Regions from separate parts of the Mus musculus genome. Here regions 2, 3 and 4 are each linked to region 1. A link is a contact called in public Hi-C and promoter capture Hi-C data. All regions are on one chromosome and are shown on one strand. Each heading gives the region's core, a stretch centred on a gene start, on an enhancer-like site or on the middle of the called end of the contact. The rest is flanking DNA. Distances are from core to core; before and after follow the strand shown.

Region 1 (6,581 bases), core at 511-3,010:
AAATGGTAAGAAAATAGAAATGAAAAGGACTATTCTCTTAATGGCAACACTGAGCTATTCCTAAATATTATCTATCCTTTAAAAATGGCGTGTGGAAAGTGAGTGTTATCATTCAGTAGACCCCAGAAAAAGGGGTAAAGATCTAAGCTAAAGCGATCCTTCCTGTTTTACAGAACATTAGAGAGGATGCTTTGGCAAAGCTTCCACTCCACGTCAACAAACCAACTCTCTGCACCTCACAACCGTTTCTGACAAACAGGCACACTACTTTGCAACTTCTTCTATCTGCTTCCAGTACTACCACCCACCTCCCCACTCTTTCTTCCTAAGCCGACAACTCTGGTCAGAAACTGGACTTTCGGAGGACTAGACTCTGAAGATCTGTGTGACCTTGGGCACGTCATTTGCTTCTACAGTAGTCTCATTAGCATCCCAAAGTGAAAGCGCTTCGAGGGCACTTGAGAAGTATACATCCATCTGACGTATTGGAGTCAAGAGGCACAAACCTTCCGAGTTAAGAATCACCTCCTCAGAGAGGAAATTGGAACTGAGTCGGAACTGTCAACACTGTCTCTCTTCTTCCCTCAAAGGGCATAACCCCAGCCACACCGGGAGGCGACTCCCGGGCACCCACGCTCCCTCCAGGCCTAGCCAAGCTTTAGCCTCACCTGCCCGGGACCTCACCCCACCACATCCGCCCCCTCGGTCAGTGGAGACCCGGGAGGCCGACCTCACCCTTCCCCTCCACCCAAACCCACAGCGGACTTCCTGGAGGCGCCGGGCCGGGCTGGGCAGGAGGCATTTACAAACCCAGCTTTCCGCAGCTCGCGTAGAGACCTCGCTGACGCCCACAAGGCCCGGCTCCCCACCCGTCCGCCCCGCCGGCCAGAGCCTAGCCTCAGCACCTCCGCCTCGGTCCCCGCCTGACCCCAGGCCGCTCTGGCTGCCCACGGAGCCGTGCGGACCCGAACCGAGAAACCTCGCCTTACCGGCAACTGAGGCACGGACTTCACTTCCCACCTTTGGAGCCCTCTTCAACTCCCGGATCAATTCACTCCGGCGACGCCGGAAGGACCCGAAAGGAACCAGGCGTTGTCCGGAATCCTGCCCAGCAGGAGTCGCGCAAGGCCCGATGGGGATTTGTAGTTCCGCCCTCCATTTCCGTTAGCACTTCCTGCAATAGTAAGACTACATTTCCCAGAAGGCTGTGCGAGAACGCCTTAGGCAATAGGTGGGGACACTTCTAGCAAATCAGAAGAGAGTTCCCTGTCTTTGAGGGAGGGGAGGAGATGAAGAGAGAGCGCGCCCAGAAACGAGGGAGGGCGGGGCCGAGTCTCACCTGCACCAATCAGAATGAGAAGATAGCCCACAACGCCACGCCCACCGATGGGAGGTGCCCTCGGATGGGTGTAAAGAAAAGGGCGGGGGGCCAGAGGTAGCAAGCGACAGGAGGCTGGGCTGAGTCCATGGGTAGGCGGGGAGGAAGGCTCTAGGGGCTAGACCGGTGGGCTCCGCCTACTCCGAAGCAACAGTACCCCCATACCCCCAAAGGACAGCCCACTCCCGTGTTCACTGGACCAGCCGGCTAAAAGAGCTAAGCAGGACCTGAGGAAGGGCCAGGTGCGATGCCAGAGGGGAGAAAGTCCGAAATGAAGGGGTCAGAGCACCAGGAACTAAGAGACCTCGGGTACCGCTCTGCGCCTAGGCTGCGCAGATGGCAGTGGGAGGAGCCGCAGCCCGAGCTTCGGCCAATTAGAGGCGGGGAAGGCGGAGCTTGAATCTCAGAAGAAGCTTCAGCTCAGCCTAGTCTGTAGTTTCCCTGGAGAGAGGCAAGAGCAGCATCCGGAGCAGTCTCAGCCTGCCCAGCATCCTCTCCAGCATCCCGAGCGGGGATTGCAGGTGTGAAGGAGGTAAGCGTGGGCGCCACTTGCGGGCTACAGCACAGCAACCTGGGGAGGAAGGCATCTGACAATAGGAACGCCTGGATACTGGAGGAAAGAGTGCTATGTTGACTTAGGATCGCGGTGCAAACCTTTTCAGTACAATTACGTACAATTACAGACTTTGGTAGAGAGAGAGAAAAAAAACAAAAAACAAAAGGTAACTCTGCCTGGGATATTAAGGGCGTGGTTAAGGATTTTGTTTTGAGTTGCACCATTAAAACTGGTCTGGGAGATCACAAGATTGAAGAAAGCCCTGCTAATTGAGTACCAGGTGGATGGTGTCAAGCTAGATGCGTAGCTGTTAAAAAGGCAAAATTGGCATTGATAGAGAACCACTTTGTAACTGTTTCACTAAGAAAATAACTTTGTCCTCTTCAGTGCCTGACGCTTGTGTTAGTTTATCAGATTGTCCTGCCACGGACAGTCTATCCAAGATAACCGGTTGTATTGCAGGGTCTTTGGATTGCAAAAGATATGGGTTAAAGAAGCAAATAATAAGATAGGATGGGTTCCGGCTAAACCTATCCTAAGTATAACTTTTACCAGCATTAATGAGAAAATAAATTGAAATGGGTGGGTATTTGGCTTTTCCTTCCTGCTGGCGCTGGAATATTGAAACAAAGACCTGGGTTTAGCCTACAACGGGAACATATGGTGTACTTCCTCGCTGCTTCTTATTCTCTCATTTGTGTCCGGTAACGTTTGTTCGTGTTTTAAAAACAGGAGTACAAGGGAACTGTGTGGAGGAGCTTTCCTCTATTGAAGAGAGTATGTGTAAAATGATAACCTTTAGTATTTTATAATGGGCTCTCATTTTAGAGGTATATAGTATCACACAATAATAGTTCATTCTCATTGTGTGTATACTCTTTTGAATGCTAGTAATACATACGGGTGGAATTATGTTGTAATACTTGTTATGTTAGGTAGTCAATCCTACCTTTGCACCTATGACAGATTACAGCCTTTTGGGTTGGAAAAGTACTAAAATTCTACGTGCTTAGTTCATTTTTTTGTTGTGAAATAGTGTCCCAGATTATATGCCTGTTAGTCATGTAGCATATTGCAGCATACTCTGCTCTGAAATGGCTTTCTTGTGACAGTTGACTATTCCATAGGGTGCCAGAATACTTGAGATTGTTTAAAGAGGGGTCAATAAGATCCAGAAATCACCTTCTATTTTCTTCTTTTGTCATACTATTCTGGTTTACTGCAAGATTTTGAATTTTGTTTTTGCAGTGCACACAAGATGCCTTCTAAAACTAAAGTGGCTCAAAGGTATTCTCTCCATTACTTAAGGTTCAGTCCTACTAAGTGCAGATACTGATGAGAGATGCCCACTACTAAATTAATTAAATCCTTTTCTCCCACATTCTAATACACCAAAGACCTGGGCACACAGAGAAATCTTAAAAAATAAATAAATAAGCAAAACCAAGAAATATCTAGGCTTAGATTAAGCAGATCATGTAAGTATTCGAAAAAAGCTATAGAAGCCACTAAACTTAGCAGTGACAGTAAGGATGGATGTTATCTTTGGTATACTACTAGAAACCTATTAATTGGCATAGCCATCTGGCTATGTGATCTCCAGAAAATGCTTTTGGGAGAGAAAATGTGATCTGGTGGTTTAATAAAACTTGGAAAAGGTTGTCCTTGCCCTTGTTATGTGTGATGGTAGGTGCATGGTCCTGAGTCCGTCTTAGATGTTCAGGCTCTTTGCTGATTCACTTGGAAACTGAATACCTGTTGTCTCTGGTTATTCCCTCCACACACACAAAAAAAAGATAATAGTTAATTATGTGACTGGCAATGAAGTTCTTTTAGAGCCTTTGTAAGAATGACCTTTTGAAAGAATTTGATGGAAATCAGTAAATAACAAAGAAAATAAATGGATAGAAAACAATTTACATGAAAACAGCTGAAATGAAGATGTTTTTAAAATCTCATCTAACTACATAAATAGTAGGCTCTGAGATATCCTAAGACTACAGACTCATTAAGAATGAATGAGATTTCAATTTTAAAATGCCTAATATTCCCCTGTTTGTGAGATCAGATCCATTTAGGAATGTCAGTGGACTAAGTTCTTGTGTTGTTTTGGGAATAAGACTTGTGTTTCTATATGAGAGCAAATTGTGAGTATATCATACTTGGACAGTTATTTCACCTTGAACTCTTTATCTAGTTTAATTAACATTTATATCAATTTCAAATAACCTGTTTTTTTTTTCTTGGTTAGTGTTGGGAAAGGTCATTCAATTTATATAAAGTATGATATATGAAATAAAGCAGATTATTTATCCTGCTGGTCTATCCAGTGGAAACTGCTCAGGGGATGACTCCCTTTTAGCCAAAAGACTTGGTTAATTTCAAATGGCACTGTCTTTTGGACCTCTCTTTAAATTTAAAATTCTGATTCTAAGTCTATGGAGTGAAAGTAAATTGACTTGAATGCATTTCTAGCAGGAGGTTTGGAGGCTGTCCTTGACACAACAGAGAAACCACTCACAGGTTCCAGATCAAATGGTTTGGGAGTGAACTGGAAACAGGGAAATAGATATTTATAAAAATGATTGAGAAACATACCCTAGACATTAGAGAAAAGATACTTAATATTTTGTGTTAAATGCATGTAATACAGAGTACAGCCTTCCTTTTTCAACCACTAATTTCTATAGACCTATATTCAAAATGCGAACATGACATTTTTTGCACTTGTGAGTCACTGAAGTCATTAATACATTAAATTTTAAACAGTTATAGGTTATAAAAACAGAACTAATACATTTATGCTATTATTTGGAGAAAAAATTTAAGGGAAGTCAGAACTAAAGTGATATTTATTCCCTTACTTAAACAGACAATCAATTTAAACAACAACCAATTTATTTAGATTTATCAAATTTTTCTAAGGTTAAATATTGGTTTGGGAATCTGGAACAATTATTTATTCAAATAAGGATTTGTTTTGCTTTGTTACTTTTCCAGCTAACATTTTCAGTATTTCATCCTTAAATTTTGGGTAATTGTGGTTTTATTTATTTATTTATTTATTTATTTTAGGTTGTACAAATAATTGTTTTTCATCAATGTGGAGCAGTATATTTTTATTGTCATAGTCAGCACTGGTGTTCAAGGCTAGACCCACATGCATGATAGACAAGCACTTACCACTATTAACTATTAACTATGAACTATTAACTTGCTAGACTTGGAATTTGAAATCTTCTCAGTCTTTGTTTTTGTTTCTTAAGATGTTAGTAATTACTTAAGCTATTTCACTTCTCCAGGAGTTGAGTTTTGGTGCCCACATTCATACCTAGGCTTCCATCTTAGAAGGGAGAGCATTAGACTCTCCAGACCAGGGGGGCTTCACTTTCATCTCATGTTGATCTTGAGCAGATTCTATCAAGGTCAGTGGACAGAAGATGCACTGTGACTACTGGCTCCGTTAGAAATGTTGCCCAGTACTGTAATCTATACAATGAGATATTTGTAGTTTCATAAATCAGACAGTTGATCCCACCAAATGGTTACTGTACAAGTCAGTTATTCAGTACAGGGGAACGCCAGGGCCAAAAAGGGGGAGTGGGTGGGTAGGGGGTTGGGGGGTGGGTGGGTATGGGGGACCTTTGGGATAGCATTGAAAATGTAAACGAGGAAAATACCTAATTAAAAAAAAAGAAAAGAAAAAAAAAAAGAAAATGGCTTTGATCTGATTAACTATTCAGAAGCAGTTATTGGAACCAGATTTGATTCAGACTTTGTAGGTGCAAGATTTTGTGTACGATTTGTAAATTCGTTCCAGAGGCAGGGAGTTTAGTTGGGGAACATGGCTCTGCCAGGAGATGCTGCAAAGGTGGAAGAGCTTTCCCAGCCAGGGAAGCCTGTGGCTCACCTCCATTTGCCATTAAACCTCTGAGGAATAGCTTTGCTAATGTCTTCCCTTTAAAACCAAATTTCATTGTGTAAAGTCTGAATTTATTCTCCAGTTTCTCTAGTTATTTCCCCCCCTCCAAAAAATAAGAAAGAGATCCTTCCTCATTATTTAACCATTTGTAGAATCATAGCATCGGGCCTTCGATACTTTTAACTTGGCATTTTACCAAAACAATTACTCTGGTTTGTGTCAGAATTAATTTAGTAAGATTTGTATCTCTTATTATTAGTCACTTGGTAAATGCTCATTAATTATAAACTGTCATTTGATAATAAAATTAATAACAGCAACTATTTAGCTGGCTTTTGTTTGCTCACAGCCAACGCGTACTAACAAACTGATGGATATATATTAGCTTGGAAGTGATGACTAATCCTCCTTGTTCCTGTGATATTCACATGCTTAGCACTGTGATTTATATTGTTAGCTGAGTTCATAAATGTCTCACTCATCAGACATTCAAGATCTTTAGGACTAATACTGAGTTTCATTGTTTTTTATATGTATGTCTAAGGCCCTATACATAATTCATATTTAATAGTAATGATGTGTTCAGGTTTTTGACAAGGTATTGTATCATTTTATGAACAAGTTCAACTAGAAAATTCTCTTTTCTTAAATTTCTGATGTAACTAACATTGGACTCAGCCCACTGATTTGTCTACTCTGTGTTCAGAATAATCATTGTTGTTCAT
Region 2 (7,425 bases), core at 3,495-5,994, 4.0 Mb after region 1:
AGGAAATAAAAAGGAAGACAAGATTACTTCAGGCTAATGCAATTATTTCTTTGGAAATCCTGAAGTGAACAAGTCTATCACTCGATTGGTTTTATCAACTAAGAGTAAATACACATTTTACAATGAAAAATCGTGAAAATTAATTTTAACTATCACTTCCGAGAAAAGAAAACAATCCCATTGCTTCTCAGAAAAATTTGCTAATACATATACATGAGCCTCTAAATGAGTAAAGACAGCCCTTTTCTGTCTTAGATTCAGCCCCTGGGTGAAGAATCTCACACTTGAGGAGTCCACAGGCACAAACTCCGGGATGCTGCTTCTATCTGGGCAGAGTTGATGGCGGCAAAGCCTCTGCTGCCCCCTGGTGGCATCTGCTGCTTTTCATTGATTCCCTGTTGCAGCTCAGAAAACCTGCTCTGAGGTTGCACTTCTATGCTGCCTCCTCTAGTGGGTCTCTGCAGGACTCTGGGATAGGAAGTCCTGCCAGTGTGTAACCACCTGCGCGTGATGTCGATCTTCAGCACAAGCTATGTGTGCCCTCACCCACTTAACAATTAACCCCTTTTGTCGGTCCAGTTAAACAATCAGAGTCTGACAGTACACATAGGACAGTGGAACTTAGTCGCTCATCTTTGGGGTCCTTTCTAATTTGTTACCTTGAGAATGTGTTTGGGTATTATTTTAAATTTGCCTCAGGTCCTTGTAGGAACTTTAGTGATACATAGCCTATGCCCATGTAAAGGCATTCACTCAGCCATGTTTGAAATGGCTCATTTGTCTGTTTGATCTTAGTTATTTGAGACTCTGTAGCCCAGTCTGGGTTTACATTTGCCATCTTGCTCCCTTCATGAGCCAAAGCTTGCTCTCTGTGGTCTGCAGCTCAGTTTGAGCTGTTCAGGCACTAGCATGCCCTATCTCTGCTCTTAAATCTCTTTAGCTTACCTGTGAATGTTTTTGCATTCTCAGAGATATGATTGCCGATATGTCAATCAATCAATCGATCGATCGATCGATCAGTCAATCGATTAATCTCGCCCACTGTTGTGAAGTGGCAAGCTGCCATGACCTTGCTTTCCCTCTTGCTCTCTTCTGTCATCACTAATCCCTCCTTTCCTAGATCAGGAATGGGCATTTCTCGTTGATTTAGTTGGTCTTACTCTATAGCTCTAGATGGCCAGGACCTAATGAGCAAACCAGGCTCATACTCGCAGAGATCCACCAGCGATGCCCCCTGAGTGCTGGGATTATGGGTATGGGTATTTTCTTTATTTTATTTTAATTTGAGAGAATGAAACCATGGTCTTATAAAAGATGGGGCGGGGGGGGGGGCAGATCCACAGTGGCAGGCAACTGGTGGATCTCTGAGTCTGAGGCCAGCCTGATCTACAGAGCAAGTTCCAGGGAAGCCAGGGCTACACAGAGAAACCTTGTAGTGAAAACAAACAAAAACTGAAGATTTTTTTCCCCCAACTTTTTCCAGGCCAACAATGTTTTCTATTCCTGCAACACCTTGGTCTAGAAGGCAGATTGTTCTCTTGAAGCAATGAACACAGAGTGCTGGGGCTGGAGAGATGGCTCAGCAGTTAAGGGCACTGACTGTTCTTCTGAAGGTCCTGAGTTCAAATCCCAGCAACCACATGGTGGCTCACAACCATCCGTAATGATATTTGACACCCTCTTCTGGTATGTCTGAAGACAGCTACAGTGTACTTACATATAATAAATAAATAAATAAATCTTTTTAAAAAATGAACACAGAGTGCTCAGCTGTGGAGTGATATGCAATGAGAACTAAACAGAGACTGGGGCGGGATGTGTTAATATCACTATTCTGTGCTTAAGAAAAGCAGAAAGAACAAAATACGTATGGTAATGCCCTCAGACAGGGCCCCTCTGTCTAGGTGAAGCCAGATCCTCAGCCTTAGGAGACAGCTCTGCTCTGTCCTCGCTGAGATGTCAGAGCCCCAGTGACCTGCCTGAGCAAGCAGACAGTTGGCGGAGGCAGCAGGTTTGGAGAGGCTGGTCTTCTCAGTAGAGATCTGGTGTTCAGTAATTGCAGAGGCTGGATTCTTAGGGCCAAAGCTTTGGCCTCAGGGGTCAAGAGAGCTTGCTGCTCTTCCAAGAGGACTGGAGTTTGGCTCCTAGTACCTACATAAGCAGGATCACAACCACCTATAATGGTAGCTCAAGGGGAACCAATACCCTCTTCTGGTCCCTGTGGGTCTCTGAATTGACATACACAAACTCAGACACAAGCACATAATTAAAAAAAAAAGTTTGATTCTTCATTTGGTTTGGTTCTAGTAATACGAATTTCATAAAAAGCCACTTACTGTGGAAAAAATCCTAGGTAGCGGGAGAGTAACTTTTACATCAGTTTTCACACCCAGACACTTGTACAACAACAGAATCATCCTGTCCAGTTTCCTTCTTATGAGAATGGAGCCAGCATTCTCAGCTTGCCCCTAGCTTTTCTTCTCTCTCCTCCTTCTTGTGTTTCCTTTTAGGAGAGTTTTTCTACGCATTCCAGACTGCCCTCAGTGATTTCAAGTTAGTAGATTAGAACAACAGCAACGTGTGTGTGTGTGTGTGTGTGTGTATTGTCTGCATGTGTTTGTCTGGATGTGTGTATGAATGTAGAGGGCAGAGTTTGATATTGAGTATGGCAGGTCTCCATCTTATTTTTTGAGATAGGGTCTCTCCTTTAACTTCGAGCACATCGACTGGCCAATTTGCTCCAGGAATCATCTTCCTTAGCACTGGGACCACTGTGTGCCCACCCCACCCAGCCTTTGAGTGGGTGCCAGGGATCCGCCTGCATATTGAGTGAGACATCTTCTCAGACCCCTGAGCACACATTTTAATTAACTTTATCATTGTCATGTGCAAGACAAAATATAAATGACCAGTTTGCTGCCCGGACATGACCAGGATAGAAGATTCCAACTGCTTTGCTGATCTGAACTAATTACTTTCCTGTTGCTGTGATTAAATACCATGAACAAGGCAACTTACAGAAGAGCGAGCTTGTTTGGGTGTTTAGCTCCTGATACTCTTGCCTCTAGTGCGGAGATTATAGGTGCTGGGTACCAACTTGGGCTGGTTAATTTTTTTCCTGGGCTGGTTTATTTATTTATTTTTTAAAGGTAAGGTCTCGTTCTGTAGTACTGACTAACCTGGGACTATCCATCTTCCTGTTTCTACCTCATAAGTGCCACCTGGCCAGTCTTAACAATGTTTTACCTCCTTTTTTGTCTTTTTGGAGTGAGTGCCTCTTTACTTAGCCCAGGCTAACTTGAACTTTGGATTCTCCTGGCATGGAATCAACTACTGGCATAACAGGCCTATGCCAAAGCTACTCGTCCTAAATGTACTTTCTTATTCTTTTTTAAAAATTGCATATTTTCTTTATGTACACTTCAAAATGTTATCCCCTTTCCTGGCTTCTCACTCCCAGAAACTCCCTATCCCACCCCCTCCCCCTGCTTCTATGAGGGTGTTCCTCCACCCACCACTCACTCCCACCCTCAATTCCCCTACATTGGGGCATCTATCCAGCCTTCATAGGATCAAGAACCTCTCCTCCCATTGTTGCCTGACAAGGGCATTCTCTGCTATACATGTAGCCGGAGCTATGTGTACTCCTTGGTTGGTGGCTTAGTGCCTGAGAACTCTGTTGGTTGATATTGTTGTTCTTCCTATGGGGTTGCAAACCCCTTCAGCTCCTTCAATTCTTTCCTTAACTCCTCAATTGGGACCCCCAACCCCCTCAGTCCAATGGTTGACTGTGAGCATCCGCCTCTGTATTTGTAAGGCTCTGGCAGGGCCTCTATATACAGCTATATCAGGCTCCTGTCAGCAAGCATTTCTTGGCATCTACAATAGTGTCAGGATTTGGTGACTGTATATGGGATGAATCCTCAGGTGGGACAGTCTCTGGATGGCCACTTTTTAAATTCTTACTGGCATAGCTCAGGCTGGCCTGGAACTCACATAGATCGTCCTGCTTCTACCTCCTCAGTACTGAATAACCACATTCAACTTTAAGTTGTGTATTTTACACCAAGCCCATTAGAAAAAAAAAAAAAAGACAGACTATTATAGGATATCTAGTTTTAACAGAAGTCAAATAAATCCTCTTTTAGATTCTCAACATCAGCGCATTTGGAGCCTTTGCTTTAGACTGGGTCACTTACAACTTAACGGCCAAATGACAATAACATGGCAATAGTAACTGGACATCTGTTATTTATTAGAAGCCACATGTTTATGTCAGGCATTCTGATAAGTAATTTATGTCTTTAATTTCCAAAACGCCTTCCCTAGGTAGGTAGGCATTAAGAAAAAGAAGGCACCAATTAATTTATGTATGTGCGCTTCTGTGTGCATGCTACGACATACTCGTGGAGATCAGATGGCAACTGGGTGATAACATTCTTTCCTTTCACCTTACGGATCCTGGGGATCAGACTCAGGTCGTGCCGCCTAGCCACCATGTCTGCTCAGAGGAGGCATTTTTATCCCCATTTTACAGACGAGTAAACTAAGTTTCGTTGTAGTTACTGGCATTTCGTGGCAGAGTCGAGGCTAGGATGGTTTCCAAATTCTCCACCCAGCGATGCAGCAAACACCAGGGAACGGCGCACACACTAAAAAGAAACCGACGGCCACTACAGCCACCTAAAGAGAAGCATTAGGGGCCAGGCGCAGAAACCGGAAGGTGAAGGCGCCACCGGAAACCAGAGTACAGCTTCCGGCGGTGCGCAGGAAGTAACTCTTCCGCGCGTTGCCAGGTTATAACGTAGAGGGGCAGTAGAGTTTGCTCCGGTCTCGCGCACGAGGTGCTCGTGTCCCGCTGCCCAGTGCCCGCAGTGAAGATGTCCCACGCATCCCCGGCAGCCAAGCCCTCCAACTCCAAGAACCCGCGAGTCTTCTTTGACGTGGACATCGGCGGGGAGCGAGGTGAGCGGCGCGAACGGCTCAGCGGTTCCCTCGCCCGGGGCCTCCCTGCTGCGGTTCTCCTTGGCCCGCTGGCTGTTCGGCGGCTCGGGGCCTGGGATCCGGAGGGGGATAGCAGCCTAGGTCCCAGACGGAGCGAGCCCTGGCCTCCACGAGTCCAGATTGCGCCCTCTCCCTTCCGGTGGAAGTTTCTGGAAATTTCTACTTCTACTTTAGGGATCGTGGCGTCCCTATCGTTTGTCTCTTTTTGATCGCACTTCCCTGCAACCTTTGCATCACTACTTACTATAAAGTGAAATGATTTGACGAGTAGTGGTGGATAGTTCGGTATGCTTCCTGGATATGTGCCTGGGGGGCTCAAGACACGCCACGTGCCTCTTGGTACACGAACTACATTGGGAGCTACCAGATCATTTTCAAATTAGAGTGACTTTCGTGCTTAGTGCTTTTTCCTTATTACTGATTATAGTAGCAGTTTAAGTAGGCGATCGTTTGTGCTGTTTTGGCATCATGGAATTGAGCACTATGTCTGTATGGTTACCTAGGATTCAGAGCTAAGAAGCCCTAAGCCAGTGGCTTAACCGGTGGGTGGAGGAAACTCCTTGGAGGGTGGGTTGTTAAACGACCATTTCACCGAGTTGCATATCAGATATTTTCATTACTAATCGTAACAGTAGCAAACTTACAGTTATGATGAGGAACTATATTAAAGGGTGGAAGCATTAAGAAGGTTGAGAAACACTGTCATAAGCCCTCGTGTTGCTTTGTAACTCAATTGGGCTTTTCTGAAGCATGTTAGAGTTGTAGGCCAGACCTGCTGGGATGGGTACACACACGGGTATATATGCATTCACTTTGTTTTGTAACAGATTTTATTGTTAACTGTCTCTTGGATTCTTGAGAAGGGAACTGTTTCAGAGGTTACAAAAGGCAGTTTCCATAGAACACAGAGTGGACTATGTCTTCTGTTAGTTACTTAGCGATTAGAAATTCTGAGTGCAGGGCCCCTGAGATAGGTCAGCAGGTAAAGGTGTCTGCCACCAACCCTGAATCCCAGCGATTGTCCCATGATCTCCACACTACATGCCTCAGCCTCACACATAAAATAAAATTTTTTTAAAAATATTTTTTAAGGATTTATTTATGATTATATCTAAGTACACTGTAGCTGTCTTCAGATGCCTTCAGAAGAGGACATCAGATCTCATTTCAGATGGTTGTGAGCCACCATGTGGTTGCTGGGGTTTGAACTCAGGACCTTCGGAAGAGCAGTCAGTGCTCTTAACCACTGAGCCATCTCTCCAGCCCAGAATAAAAAAATTTAAAAGTCTGAATATTATTTAAGTGATTTAGGGTTTTAAATCCTTTGTACATTAAACCATGTTGTGCTTCCTAGGCAGCTAATCGCCTGGATGCTGTAATTAGTTATAATCTTGTGTTGTTTCAAGTTTAGATCTACGAAGCTTTCCTTAGACTAAATAGGAATCGTAGAAAAATGACAATGAGATGACAGTGACACGGATCTGACAGTTCCGTGTTTGGGCTTATTTTCAAGGGAGATGAAGTTTGTATGCATACCCGAGGCACTGCAGCGTTATTCACAGTAGCCAACACACACAGCACCAATCTAGTGTCTGTCAAAGCATGAGAACATACACCGTGCTGTATACACAGTAGAATATAACACTGGCCTTTAAAAGAGGGAAATCTTATTTATAACTTTGTAGTTAACTCTAGAGGATAGTATGGTGCATGAAATAACCTACAATAGGCTCTCACGTTTGTGGACTCTTTAAAAAGTTGAACTTAGAGAAGTAGCATGATAGGTACCATAGCCTGGGAAGATGGCAGTTAAAGGATGCACAATTTCATTTAAAGAGTGGTAAGCGCAGAAGATCTGTCCACAGCATTGTGACTCCAGTTAGTGACGTGGTTAAAGAGAACTGAATGACACGTTGGATGAGGTGTTAGCCACTGGTTGTGTAATTCGTTATCTCCGTTTGGTTTGCCTGTTCAGTTTGCACACTGACAAGATGTCCTTTTCTTTTCCTTCAGTTGGCCGAATTGTTTTAGAATTGTTTGCAGATATTGTTCCCAAAACTGCAGAAAATTTTCGTGCGTTGTGTACAGGAGAAAAAGGAACTGGGTCCACGACCGGGAAGCCTCTCCATTTTAAAGGATGCCCTTTCCACCGAAGTACGTATACAAACTTCCTCTGTCCAAATAGCTTGATATGTATATTAGTCCTGCTCTTAAGAAGGGACGGCGAGTGTTAATTTCTTTTTTTCTTTTTTTGAGACAGGGTTTCTCTGTAGCCCTGGCTGTCCTGGAACTCACTTTGTCCACCAGGCTGGGATTAAACTCAGAAGTCCGCCTGCCTCTGCCCCCCAAGTACTGGGGTTAAAGGCGTGGGCCACCACGCCCAGCTCAGAGTGTTAATTTCTTGAAGGATACTTAGACAAA
Region 3 (6,681 bases), core at 3,619-6,118, 4.1 Mb after region 1:
TAATAATTAACACAAATCAAAATGGAAAATTATTTTTCTTATGAGTGATACAGCTAACTTTTGCTCATGAAGCAAAATTTCAACTCTTTTAAATCATTTATTTTATTTTTATTTTATGCATTCATGTTTTGCCTGCACACAAGTCTGTGTGAGGGGGTTGGATCCCTATACTTAGAGTAACAGACAGTTGTGAGCTGACATGTGGGTGCTGGGAATTGAACCTGGATCCTCTGGAAGAGCATCAGGTGCTCTTGACTGCTGAGCCATCTCTCCAGCCCCATAATGTGTTTTTTGTTGTTTTTTTTTTTGTTGTTGTTTTATTTAAGATTTATTTATTTTATATATGTAAATACACTGTTGCTGCCTTCAGACACACAAGGAGAGGGCATAGAATCCCATTATAGATGGTTGTGAGCCACCATGTGGTTGCTGGAAATTGAACTCAGGACCTCTGGAAGAGCAGTCTTAACCGATAATGCACCTCTTCATCTAAAATTTACAATCTTAAAACAAGTGAGAGACAGTGTAATAAAATGAATGGCTGATAGTATAATAAAAATAGATGCAGGGGGATAGTTACTCATTAAATGGCATAAAAATAGAAAAAAATATGTTTTTTTGTTGTTGTTACTTTTGTTTTGCTTTCTCAAAAAAAAAATGAGCAAAGGATGTATACATTGCTCTTTATGTCAAATGAATTCCACTCAATCCATTTTTTTTAATTGTTTGAGACATGGTCTCATATAGCCCAGGCTGGCTTGGAACTTGTTAAATAGATGAAGCTGGGTTTGAACTACAGAAATCCACCTGCCTCTGCCTCTGTCTCCCAAAGGCTAAAATTAAAGGTGTTCACCACTATATCAAGCTTAATCACAATTTTTTTTATAGAAAAACTTATAATACTAAAGACTGTGATTATATATTCACATATTTTTTGATTCTTTCCCTACTGAGTGTGGACTGGACCTTTCTAGTTTCTAATAAGTGGAATATTAAAAGAAAAAAAACTAACTTTACAGTAAAAATATTATAGTTATAATTTGAATTAAGTGAATCAAATGGTATTTGAATCAAATACCATTTAAATATGACCAGCATTACAGTGATATCACATGCTATTGATATGATATGAGAAAGATTCATTACCTTTGTGGCACACACCCTCAAAATCCTTACACCTCAGTCTAATCAGGAAATCATGAGAAACCACCAAGTAAATTTAGACTGAGAGGCATTCAATAAAATGCTTATATCAAAATCACAAATGACAAGAAGCAGAGGAAGTGTCCCATGAAAATAGATGGAGGCTAACTAAAAGCTACATGGACTAGATCCTGAACCAGAAAATGGGAACCTGAATAGTTTTGTAGTATAATAACATTTCATCAATGTTAGTTTTTTGTTTTTGTTTTTTGAGACAGGGTTTTTCTGTGTAGTCCTGGCTGTCCTGGAACTCACTCTGTAGACCAGGCTGGCCTCAAACTCAGAAATCTGCCTGCCTCTGCCTCCCAAGTGCTGGGATTAAAGGTGTGTGCTGGGCTGGTGAGATGGCTCAGTGGGTAAGAGCACCCGACTGCTCTTCCGAAGGTCCAGAGTTCAAATCCCAGCAACCACATGGTGGCTCACAACCATCCGTAATGAGATCTGACTCCCTCTTCTGGAGTGTGTGAAGACAACTACAGTGTATTTACATAAAATAATAAATAAATCTTTAAAAAAAAAAAAGGTGTGCGCCACCACCGTCCAGCCAATGTTAGTTTCTTAGTCTCCATATTCACCATGATTATATATGATGTTAAGTTTGAGAAGGACACATGGGAACTCTATTTTCTCTGCAACTCATCTGAAAGCCTAAAGCAAGTACAAAATAAAAAGTTAAATAAAAAATACAGTGATAGGCAGATCGAAGACTGAAATACAAGAGCTACAGCTATTCAGATGGGCATGGTGATGTCTTTAATCCCAGTACTTAGAGGCAGAGCCAGGGGGATCTCTGTGACAATAAGGCCAGTCTAGACTACACAGGGAGTTCCAGCCCAGCTAGGGCTACACTGAGACTCCGTTTCAAAAACAAAAACAATTATGTGCTTCTTAACAGGATCAGAACCTTCCTAGTAACGATTTCAATGGCTATGTACATAGAAGCCTGTGAAACTGTTTAATTTCCGTCACAATAGTGAGGTCTTTTCTAACTTGGACTATGTCTTATAAAGCATCTACAAGTGAGGAAACTTTTGTAAATGGACTGTAAAAAGTAGTAAAGACAAGGAATTTCATTTTGACTATATAATTTACACTTTCCTGGACAGGATGAATGGTTAAGAATTTTCCATTTTAATACTATGTCTTGGATGGGGTGTGGCTCAGTTGGTAGAGTGCTTGCCTAGTTGGATCCCCAGTACATCATAAGCCATGTGGTAATGCACAGTGGGGAGATCAGAAATTCAAGGTTATCTCCAGCCACACGACAATCAGATTATAGCCAACCTGTGCTATATGAGAACCTGTTCCAAACAAAATATCCCTCATAACTTTCTGAGATGTGAAATAACGATAAGCCCTATTTACATCAGACAAATAGGAATTCAGATAGTTTCTTCTAATACTTGTCAAATTCTGAGAACAGTAATTGATCTGAAATTATCTCTGAAATCATGGAACCTGAGGCCATGGTAAATTTTTTCTTAATTAAATAGAAAGAAGAAGGCCGGGTGTGGTGGCGCATGCCTTTAATCCCAGCACTTGGGAGGCAGGGGCAGGCGGATTTCTGAGTTCGCGGCCAGTCTGGTCTACAGAGTGAATTCCAGGTCAGCCAGGGCTACACAGAGAAACCCTGTCTCAAAAACCAAAAAAACCAAAAACCAAACCAAACCAAAACAAAAGAAAAACAAAAGAAAAAAAAAGAAGACGAAATATTTTTAACAAATTATTCTTATATAAACTAATTTTATTTTTACCACCAATTACATGGTTAATATTTTTAAATATTTTAACAAAATAGTTTCTCAAGTGATACCTGGCATCAAGACAATAAATTTGAATGAAGTGGGGAAAAAAAAAACATTTGGAGTAGAAGTCTAATGTCTTGTAAATACTATACATTTCTTTTGATAATTTTAAAGAGGTAGGGAAACAAATCTTCCCTAGCTTGTTTTGCACATTAAAAAGTATTATATTGCTGGGCAGTAGTGGTGCAGGCCTTTAATCCCAGCACAGGCAGAGGCAGGTGGATGGAGCTCTGTGAGGTTGAGGCCAGCCTGGTCTACAGAGCCAGTTCCTGGGCAGCCAGGACCACACAGAGGAACTCTGCCTTGAAAAAAAATCAATCTATCAGTCGATGATATTGAAATACTTTATTAAGTCCAAGATTAAATCTTTTTTTTTTTACCCTAATTCACGGGGGAAAGATATTTATAAGTACTTATAGGCAAATTTGGTTGAGTTCAAACATACTATCATCATTTAAAAGGTATTTATTATACCCTGTAGTTTACCATATACAAGTTATCATTTACTTCTGAAAATTCATTCTATTATTTGTACAGCTACTAATTTGCTCGAGAACAGTTGGAACCGTGGCCTCTGATTCCCACCAGAGAATTTTAAAAAGGTATAACGTTTATTCCTTTGCTTAAACGAGCATGGTATCTCTCATGACCCATCTGAACATTTAGGCATAAAGACAGAGTTCCAGTAGAAAGCAAAGTCAGAGTCACTGAACACCGGATCAGCCATACACGACATACTTAGCACATTTAGTTGTCACCACTAGAGGTAACACTGAGTAATGAAAATGTAACAAATTAGCGTTTAAAGAAAAGTCACTGACTAGATCCAAGACTGCATCTAAATTAGACTGTAAACTGATGGCTCTCAAAGCATACCATCTTCTGTGGATAATAGATGCTTGGTTTGAATATACACCATATTGTTTAAACAAGTATACAAATACTTGTTTAAAAATCCCACAGCCAAATTAACTTCAGTAAAGATTTATATTAAGCCAGTTACAACAGAATTCAAGATCCTCTAAACTTCTGTTTGAACGAGGGGGTTGTTTTTAAGTAAAAACTTAAAACTATCCTGCAACTGCTTTAAGAAACACCCATAACAGAAACGCCTGGTGTTAACTCTGGATAATGCAGAAAAAATTCCGACTCCAGACATAATTGGTAATATATGAGTTAATACGATATGAGAGCTCAGACTTCAATTAAGATTAGACTATTATGGCTGCAAAGTCAGGTCAGAGCCAAGGCGAAAACCCACACAAGTTTTTCTTTCTTTCCCATTCCTAATAAGGCGGCAGATAATACCTGAGCCTTGAGGTAAAGATTAGGAGCGGCATTTGGGGGAACTCCACCGAGGGGGCAGTGTTGACAATTTTCTCTTCTCATGACCTTTAACCTAGATGATAATTCTGCCAACTGGGGCAACTCCAAGGTCGGTAAGGTAGGGTCGGCCACCAGGCGCTGACAGCATTGACCTTTGCCCTAGTTTAGCCTAAGACAATAGACAAGGAAAGAGATGCTGGCAGTACCCCGGGTGTGGCCCCAGTCTTGTTTTGTCCCAACTTATCCACCTTGCTCCTTCTGTCCCCACCAGGAGTTTCGTCTCACCAGGGCAGGACAGCTTGGTTAGTCGCACCAACATGTTCAAAGTGACCCGGAGACTTGACCAGATACAAAGGAGAGAGGCGTGGGTCTGCGGCTTGCCGAGGGTGCTGGACTTCTAGGCTACGAGGGGCGCCATCACCTGCCAAGAAGCCCCGACTGCTCAGCTTCTGTCAGCGTCTGGGCTCTGCCGACCGCCCTTGCTTCGCGGCGTACCCGCCCCTCTTCTGCTTTGCGCCGGCGCCACAGAGGACACGAAGGCCAGTAAGGTTTCCGGGTCACATACAAGCCAGGAAAAGGCAGAAGACTCCATCTCCCAGTCATCCTCAGCCAGGAACCTAGTGTGCAGAAGAGGCCGACAAGCTCTCGCGTGTGCGCATGCGCCCTAGAAGCATAGCGAGGCTGATTTGCTAGGCATTCTGGGAGTTGTAGTGTTTAGCTCCTGGAGCTGTGCGCAGGAGCCTGGTGACGCCTGGCTTGATATCTGATTGGCTGTCTGGAAAAAATGAGACGTACTTGGGGTCCAGGGCAGAGACAAACGAGAAGATGGGGCGGGACTCCGTGTGGGAGGAGGCGGAGCCTATGGGCTTTGGGCGCGAGCGGTCGAAAGGCAGTTGGTGAGGGTTCGGTTGCTTGATCCGGTCCAGTAGCCCCAGCTCACTCCCATGGCTGACTCTGAGGAGTTTCGGGCTTCTTCGCCGCCGCCGCCGCCTCCCTCATCTCCGTCGTCAGGCGCCTCTTCGTCGTCCCTCAGCATGCCAGTGAGTTTGGGCTGGCGGGATCCGAGCAGGAGTCCCGGTCCAACCGTGGACCCGCTGGAGCAAGTGGAGCTGCAGATCGGAGACGTGAGTGTCGCCGTTGCGGCTGAGAGCTGATTGCAGCTAGGGTGCTCCTGCCTGCGGTTCTTGGAGTTGAGGGCTAGCCTCGGCTCTCTCTTCCCGCATCTTTCTTTCCTTCTCCTTCTGCTAGCGGTCATCCGCAGCCCCGCTGCCAGGATCCTCTCTCCGCCTCCTCCCATCCCTCGGAGCACTTTGGGCGGTCATAGCTTGCCTCCTTGCCCATTGGTGCTTTCTAAGGGACTCGAGCTTGTGCTTCTAGTTGGCCACCAGCCCAGGGCCAGCTGGTGATGCTGTTGTGTGTCGCTTACTTGGCTCTGTGTTGGACTTGAGTGGACCAGGGCTAATCACAGCCGGCAGATGGATTTGATAGGACAGTTTAGAACAGAATCTTGCAATGCAAAAATTCTGTAAAGTTTTTGTTCAATCTCGAATTCCCAGAAATAACTTCCTGACCCCAACACGTATAACGCTGAGGGGTTGGAGGGTCACAGCGGCACTTTATTTATTTATTATTAGGTATTTTCCTCATTTACATTTCCAATGCTATCCCAAAAGTCCCCCATACCCTCTCCCACTCCCCTACCCACCCACTCCCACTTTTTGGCCCTGGCGTTCCCCTGTACTGAGGCATATAGAGTTTGCCAGTCCAATGGGCCGTTCTTTCCATTGAAGGCCGACTAGGCCATCTTTTGATACATATGCAGCTAGAGTCAAGAGCTCCGGGGTACTGGTTAGTTCATAATGTTGTTCCACCTATAGGGTTGCAGATCTCTTTAGCTCCTTGGGTACTTTCTCAAGCTCCTCCATTGGGGGCCCTGTGATCCATCCAATAGCTGACTGTGAGCATCCACTTATGTGTTTACAGTGGCACTTTATAAGGACTCTTTGAGAGGGAGAAAGGACTGAAGTATGTAGCAGACAATCTTCCTGGAGAGGGTTGTGGAATAACCACACAAAAGATTTGGAAACTAGAACTGGCTGACAGGTTTTTATTCTTTTGTCAAAAGAGATGGCTGAAGTATTAGTCCAGGTCCCTCCCCCCAAACAATACAGGTTACAAATAAATGTGAACAATAAATGCTGACATGATATAAAAAAAGTGTTATTTTATATTTTTTGGTGAAGAAAGCATTTGATTTAAAAGTGAGTTTTTCATAGCTGTGTGTGATTTTAGATGTTCTGTCAGCTCAGCTTAGAGTATAAGTTCTTTGATTTTATTATTTATTTAC
Region 4 (7,141 bases), core at 1,426-3,925, 3.7 Mb after region 1:
AAACTCCTTTATCAAAGTCAGTCTTCAGAAATAGGATACTCCACAGCAAAGCTTCCCTAATTCTTGTTCTTCCAGTTGAATCAAGCGATACCACCATGTTGTTTTTACTCATATTACAGAAACACTCAAGCATCTATGAGAATATACCACATATGGAAAAGCTCCCACAGGTGCAACCAACACTGCCTGTTTTCTACTCGAGGAGAATTCCAACTTCTGGATAAATTACTTCTGACAACTTAGGGAAGGATGGAAAAGCACTCATAGTTCAAACTAATTTCTCTTTAAAGCGATAAACAGAGCTGGGGGGTTCACACTGGTAAAAACCAAATGAACATCAAAGTTAACAGGGCTGACACTTAAGAATGTTCACCATGTTTGGCAGTTTCTCTGTTTGCTTCTCCTGAGGTCAGGTGGGGTAAAGACAGCTCCCAGATTCTCAATGGAGCTTTTAGCTAGCTGGGTATATAGTAACCCGCCCACTTTCTCACTGGGCCAAGAGTCCTCTGTTAGGTTGGTTTCTATATTCCACACCACTGGCGGGGGAACATAGTAGTCTAACAACAGCCTATTTACTTGGCCAATCCACAGGCTGTCCAAGTGGAAGGTGTGCCTCTTCCAGACTTATTTGGTAACCCACCATCTCTACCTCCCCACCCCTACACACACACACACACACACACACACACACACACACGCATGCACAGCCCTCCCTACCTGACAGTAGGTTCCACTGTTATTCTAACTAATCAACCTAGCACCCCATTTCACCCTCCCCATTTCTACACCAGGCCTCGGACATCACTGACTATCCTTGTTCGGTTTGCATGTGTAATTTCACTTGGCCATTTCAAACTCTGTTCTTGAAAAGAACTGAGAGATCGCGTGAAAGTTGCTTTGCCTACACAATAAACTGGCAGTGTCTTTTCAAGAGCAGAAAATGGGTATAAGTGACCGTTTTAACAAATAGAGATGATGAAGACACATGAAGGGCAGCTATACCACCACCAGAGAAGGGAGCAGATCAAAGGCGTGCATGCTCAGTGCCTGATAAAAACTGCCCTTTGGAGTAGGTACTTCTGAAGACGTGAAGTGAACGTTCTTATGCGATTACAGTCCATCTCCCAGGCTTGGCAAGTGTAATCTATATTCATATCCCACAAGTGACAGCTCCACCAAGCAAAAGGAAAACCATCAAGAACAACAGTACCAGGTGCCGTTCTTGGGGCTTGTCCAAAAGCAGCCAATGGAAGATTCGCTTTTATTCTAGTCTCTCGCCCATTAAATAATCATCATCAGAGATGGGCAGCACTTGGATTTGGACAGATGGCATCCCATCCCCAGACAAGCAAAGCAACTTTTGTCAAGTATCGGATCCTCGCTGTTTTTGCTGGCCCCAAGGATCTGTAGATCTTCTTTGCCTGCAGGGTTGGCAAGCAGGATCGCCTGTAGTCGCCATCCCAACATTTAGGAATCTACGTCATGTAGCCAGTAAGCAACGGAAATCAAACCACATTTTTTATAACACTCCTCCCTCGCTAATCCAATCTAAGAAAAATCAAATCTAACCCACCAGCTATCCCTCCGTTTAAAAATAAAAAAAAAAACCTGAGGATAAACAATTGTATAAACGTTAACCACTCATCTAATTTTGACCATATTGTGCAAACCGAAAGAATCTGCCCTGCGAAGAAGACGGAGTCGAATACGCCTGTTCTGCACTTACATCTACAATTGGAATGAAAAGCGCTGGCCTGTCAACTTTTTCCTTTCGATGGATAACAACATTCCTCTTTCAAGAAAGTAAAGTAGTAACTAAAGACAGGCTTTCACTTTACAAGGCCCACCTAGGCCAGTCAGTTCATCGCACAACCCTGCAAGTTCCTGCTTACAGCTCATTAAACACCCCTAAACTCTAAAGATGGGATACATGCAAGAGAGTAACTGAGCCTGCAGTCAGGGTGACAAGAGTACCCGGCCGAGAGGAGCTGAGACCTGACCCCAAGACTCAACCCCAAGGAGTGTGGCCGGAGAAAGGCATACCCTATAGACAACTAGTCCCGCAAAGGCGCAGGCAAGGTCAGCTACGGGGAGCGCAACGAAAAGGACAGCAGAGGAGAGGGCAGCAATCGCAGAACAGTCTGAAAAGAATGCCCTTGGAAGTTGGGGCAGGGAAGGTCCTGGATGGGGGAAATGGGATGCTTCCCCAGCAGAGGAGTGCCGGGGCACTGGAAGGGCGCAGTCTGCAGACACCAACCCCACGGCGGGTGGCGGCGCGTCTCACCTGGGGGGTCCTCTCGGCGGGGTTCTTCATCACCGCTTGGCGGAAGCTATTATCCACGTAGGACGCCATCTCCCCCTGCGGGGCGCACCGGGTCCGCTCCACACACTCGCCGGCCTCCCGGCCCAGCGCCACTGCCCGAGGCAAACCAGCCCAGGCGCGGGGCCGGGGCGCAGACAGCACGAAAGGTCCGTGCAGCCCGGAGCTGCCCTCCTCCTCCTCGCGGCTTGCTGTCCGTAGACTCGGACTCAGCGACTGCCCGGCAGCGCTCCCGATCGGTCGCGGATCGCGCTGGCCCCGGCGGGCCGAGTTATTTTTAGGGAGGTGCAAGCGACGGCGGGCGGAGCCTCTCCGGCGGGGCCCTGGCTCTACCCGCTCCGGCCGCGCTCGCTCTGACGCGTCCCGGGTCCTCGCGCGCCGGTCGAGAGGGAGGGCCGCGCGCTGAGCCTGGTGAGCCCGGCTCAGGTCTGGGAGCCACCGAGCCCGCTGGCCTCGGCCGCCGTGGCCGCGCCGCGCCTCCGTCTACTGTCGGCCGCGCCTCCCGACTGCTGCTGCATCCCCGCGGGCCGCGCAGCTCCAGCCGCCCGCCCCCATCGGCGCCTGAGCGCGGCTGCTCCCCGCGCGGCCCCCGCGCTCTAGGCAACTTTGTGCGTCGTCCGTGCGGCGGGCGGGCGCGGCGGGCCAGACACGGGTCCCCGGCGGGCGCGAGGCCGAGAGCGGAGCGCGCAGCCCCGCCAAGCGTCTGCTGAACGGCGACCGCCTCCTCTTCCCCGCCTCTTCCTTCTCCTGCGCCTCGGCGGCCGCCGGAGCCACTCTTCAGGGAGGAAGCGGCCTCCGGGGCTTGTTGCTTTGTGCTGCAACCATGGTGAGGAGTGAGTGACGGGCCGGGGGCCAGTCGGAGGCCGCCGCATCATCGGGGGCGGAGCGCCCCGTGGCGCCGGCCCGCCCCATCGCTGGCCTGGCGGGGCCGCGCCCTCGCTGAGAGCCGCGTTCTGCCGGGGCCAGGTGCGGTGGGAGCCAGGACAGCCGGGGCTGTTGCGATCGTTGATCCCATAGCTGAGCGGCCGCACCCCGACTCTCTGGCCTAGACCCCACATCCCAGGCCTTGCGGCACGTCTCCCGCCTCTTCCCGGGCTGGAAGCTGACCCCACCCGGGAGAGGTCCCTGTGAGGACTCGGCTGCAGTGGCAGGTCTTCCCAAAGCTTAGGGCTGACTGGGATTTTGCTTCGGTGGCAACATTAACCATCCTTGGATTCTGTTTATTTGTAGTGACTGCAAGGACAACGTTGCTCTCCTACCTTCCGCGCTCACTGACATCTAAACCCTTAAATGACTCCTGCGTTAGTCAGGTAGGAATGTGGCTTTCCAACTCCAGACCTGGTATCACATCGGACAAGAAAACACCAGGTCAGCCCGTTGTAATCTAGAGGCCAAGACAGCAAGTTCTCTGACATAATCAAGAATGAATAATCCTAGGTCGGACTTTGCCTTCCACTGGGCAGAGCACCTTCTCAGGATCGCGAGTTTCCAATCCAGACTTGCCCGGTACAAAGCCCATATTAGTGTGTTAAGATGTCCCTGCTCTTGGGAGTTCATCCCTTCCTGACCAGGCTTGAGGTGTGCAGCGTCAGCCTCAAAGAAGATTGCAGTGTTTGAAGTCTGTGTGGAGACTAAAGACAATTGTTATTCAAACTTAAAAACCTTTTTTTCAAGCATATTTTTCGATATCCAGTTTATTATTGTAAGCAATTGGGACAGGCTGTCAGCTAGTAGGGGAGGAAGTCCTTAAATTCGCCAGCACAGCGCTAAACGGATTGCATAACTTCCAAAAAGAAAGGATCTGCGGGGGCCAAAATTTAGAGAACTGAGTCTAAGTTACAAAGTATATCTAATAAGTCCGGTTTTATTGCTTTTACAGCAACTGCTTCCTGCTTTATCTGAAGTCCTAGAGCAGCAACTTGAATTCTCCAGGCTAAACCTCCACTTCAAAAGCAAAATAACAGAAAAAGAGAATTTTAAACCCAATGATCTGCAAAATACATATACCCGACATTCCCCATTTGGAGTCTATGCGACATTTCAGAGTGTGTGTGTACAAATCTGGTTCCACTTTTCTTGTCCCAAACATCCCCCATCCACAGCCTTAAATGTCCCAATTAATAAGACACCATTATCACCATCCAGGTTCCCCAGGGTTCATCCTAGTATCTTCTTAATTTCTTTCTCCTCTATGCAACAAAGTTTGGTACAGCCTTCTACCTCAACTTTCAAAGTTCTAATAGATGTGTATTCCAGTCCCTACCACCTTTCCTACAGTGATCATGGTCCAAAGCACTACAACCCTCTGATTGCATTTTTCTATAGTTATATCCCTAGTACCCTTTTTCTTTCTTTCCTTCTTCCTTTCTTTCTTCCTTTCTTTCTTTCTTTCTTTCTTCCTTCCCTCCTTTCTTGTTTCTTTGTTTCTTGTTTATTTGTTAGTTTGTTTTCCTCTGAGTAGCCCATTCTCATGACAGCAGCCGGTGTAAATGTGCTCCCGTGAGTCACTGCTTATCTTCCATGACATTCATCCCACAAGCCTAGAACTCTGTGGCCTCAATGACCCCTGAACCTAGTCCTCCAACCTGTGACCTCTTCTGACCTACTCTCATATCCACTATGTTCCCTACTCAGTTCCTCAGGCACACGAGCTTCCATGCTGTTTCTAAAGAAATAAAGCAAATGTGGATCTCCTGGCCTTCCATCTGCTGTTCCTTCTACTGCTGTGTTGGCTCTACCTTTCCCCTTCCACCCACGGAAGAAAAAGAAAACATATGTAACAGATGGAATGCTGCTTTCCACCTCCTTTGCTCTTCTCTCATCTTTATTCAAATATCATCTTCCCCATGGTTGCGTAGCCTACCTTCCTGGCTTTATTTAACACCTAACCTGCATATTGTATTTTACTCATTTTGTATTTTCTTACTCCACTGTAATGTCAGCTGTGCACGTCAATGATTTTTATTTTGTTGACCTCTATACCAACTAGTATTATTGGATGGATACTCGAATTACTCAAATACCTTATAGTTGTATGATATATATTATTATCACACCTATATGGTGGGAAAAAGGAAGTTGCAAGAGGACACACAAGCCCACTAAGCCTGTCTTCTGTCCTACAGAAAGAATGCATTTACTTCGTGCTGAAGATTTGCAAGTATCAAATACAACACATGCAAAGATGTTGCACAGTGCTTGAGCCATAGTATGAACTCAACAAATAGTTGTTATTTTTAAGATCATATTCGTCATCCCCACCCTTTGAGGTTTGTGGACAGTTATTATCATCCTGTTTACAGATGGGGAAACTGGCAATAAAGTGGGCTGTGTGATTTGCCCTAGTTCCAGGCCTGCCTTTAGCTTTGGGGTGATCTAGAGCAAGCTAACAACATGAGACTCCTATAACCTATCATAAATACTGAGAGCAACAACTGAACCAGGCAGTCCTGGTACAGGGAGTATTGACTGCTGCCTGTACATTGTATTCTTCAATGTGTCTCTGCCTCTGCTCATCCCACACAAAGACTCACATATTTGAGATCAGATAATTTTGTGTAAAGTGTACCACACCCCTCACAAGGGACACATATGGTCTCTCCTCGTTCCACTTTGTGGTCGTGGTTGGTGAGCCCAGAAAGTAGGAAGGTCTACTTTCATACTGATAGGAAAGGATGGAATTTGCAGAGGAATCAGCAAAGCATGGGTGTTGGGCAGAAGCATCTTCAGCCATATCTGTTAGAAAATTGTGAATTCCAGATTCAAACTTCTCTCTTCCTTTCCTCCCTTCCTCTTCTCTCCCCTTCCCTCCCCTTCTCTCCTCTTCCTCTGGTCTTCTCTCCTCTCTTCTCCTCCTCCTTCTCCTTCCCTCTCTCTCCCCACCCTCTCTTTCTTCCCCTCCCCTCTGAGTGTTCCACTGTGATACTGAACTATACCAATGACCTTAGGTAAGGCCTAATAGTATACCTTCTGCACCAACCAAATGACTAACTCAGGTTCAACTTCGAAGCTATCATTTGACATCAATTAAAGCTAATATCCTCACTATTTATAATCCACTTATCTACATATGTCAACAAAGCTATCACCACTCAGAATCCAGGACACCTAATACTTGCCGTGCTTTGCTGTTTTTAACATTTGAGCATCAATACTGTACTGGGTGTGACTTGAAAGACAGAATCAAGCACAGGTCTGACAACGTGCCAGCTAGGACTCCAACCTCAAACTGACAACAGCCCTTAATCAAAGCAAGTCATCTCTTACGCTGCCTCAGAAATGCAAGTGTAAAGATGAGGGGGCTTTCTGCCCTTTGTTCCTTCATGCATCTAAAAAAATTGGTCCAAAGATACAGTGCAAGATCTGGCCTTAAGGCAATTTCTACTCATAGCTTTAAAACCCCTTTTCTAATATACCCTAAACATAATGTATAGATAAGGCATTCTGAGTCATTTTCATTTAAAAAGGAAAACAAAAACAACCAACAACTCCTATGAGTCTGGCTATAGGAGAAGATTTAGGAAAGATAGTCATTTTATGAGAAAACCTACTGAGCACCTAGCATTCGGGTCAAAGATAAATATTTATTGCCTATTTACTCCAGGCTGGGGGCCATCTCACTACTTCAAACAGGCAGCCAGATGAGTAGGTGCCTGTGCCACATGCCAGGCACTATCTTAAATAATGTGCTTTCGTGGAGGAGGGTGAGGGAGGTGGGAAGCTCCAGGAAGATGCCCTGTTCCACTGAGACAGAGCTGCCTGGGTAACCCTCTCAGGGCCAGGTTTCCTTCTCCCCAAGACTGTGAAATTCCTCTGACTCTC

The links. Promoter capture Hi-C pulls out the DNA fragments that hold promoters and counts their contacts. A called contact is a pair of places that touch in the nucleus more often than the background predicts.
Region 2: a contact with region 1 is called in a promoter capture Hi-C map of pre-B cells. The contact joins the promoter of Ppid here to the promoter of Serpini1 in region 1. A contact is called at or near these places in 2 of 39 promoter capture datasets (cranial neural crest and pre-B cells) and 1 of 484 Hi-C or Micro-C datasets (B cells).
Region 3: a contact with region 1 is called in a Hi-C map of neutrophils, with 13 times the contacts expected there. The contact joins the promoter of Etfdh here to the promoter of Serpini1 in region 1. A contact is called at or near these places in 4 of 39 promoter capture datasets (the C10 cell line, cranial neural crest, liver and 1 more), 9 of 484 Hi-C or Micro-C datasets (CD4 T cells, CD8 T cells, brain and 5 more) and 1 of 9 other capture datasets (liver).
Region 4: a Hi-C map of regulatory T cells shows a contact between it and region 1, with 11 times the contacts expected there. The contact joins the promoter of 6430573P05Rik here to the promoter of Serpini1 in region 1. A contact is called at or near these places in 1 of 39 promoter capture datasets (pre-B cells) and 2 of 484 Hi-C or Micro-C datasets (regulatory T cells and uterus).

Annotation. Positions count from the first base shown.
Region 1 is chr3:75,555,733-75,562,313 of GRCm38.p6, forward strand. It overlaps Serpini1 (serine (or cysteine) peptidase inhibitor, clade I, member 1), which reads left to right and starts at 1,761. Exons shown (of 9, transcript NM_009250.3): 1 at 1,761-1,910. Pdcd10 (programmed cell death 10) reads right to left here and starts at 1,120. Exons shown (of 8, transcript NM_019745.4): 1 at 990-1,120.
Region 2 is chr3:79,586,593-79,594,017 of GRCm38.p6, forward strand. Ppid (peptidylprolyl isomerase D (cyclophilin D)) reads left to right here and starts at 4,745. Exons shown (of 10, transcript NM_026352.4): 1 at 4,745-4,965; 2 at 7,018-7,158. The coding sequence starts at 4,881.
Region 3 is chr3:79,623,899-79,630,579 of GRCm38.p6, forward strand. It overlaps Etfdh (electron transferring flavoprotein, dehydrogenase), which reads right to left and starts at 4,869. Exons shown (of 13, transcript NM_025794.2): 1 at 4,620-4,869. The coding sequence starts at 4,653. 4930579G24Rik (RIKEN cDNA 4930579G24 gene) reads left to right here and starts at 5,181. Exons shown (of 2, transcript NM_029482.1): 1 at 5,181-5,458. The coding sequence starts at 5,279.
Region 4 is chr3:79,284,180-79,291,320 of GRCm38.p6, forward strand. 6430573P05Rik (RIKEN cDNA 6430573P05 gene) reads left to right here and starts at 2,676. Exons shown (of 2, transcript NR_165170.1): 1 at 2,676-3,630; 2 at 4,200-5,664. It also overlaps a transcript of Rapgef2 not described here.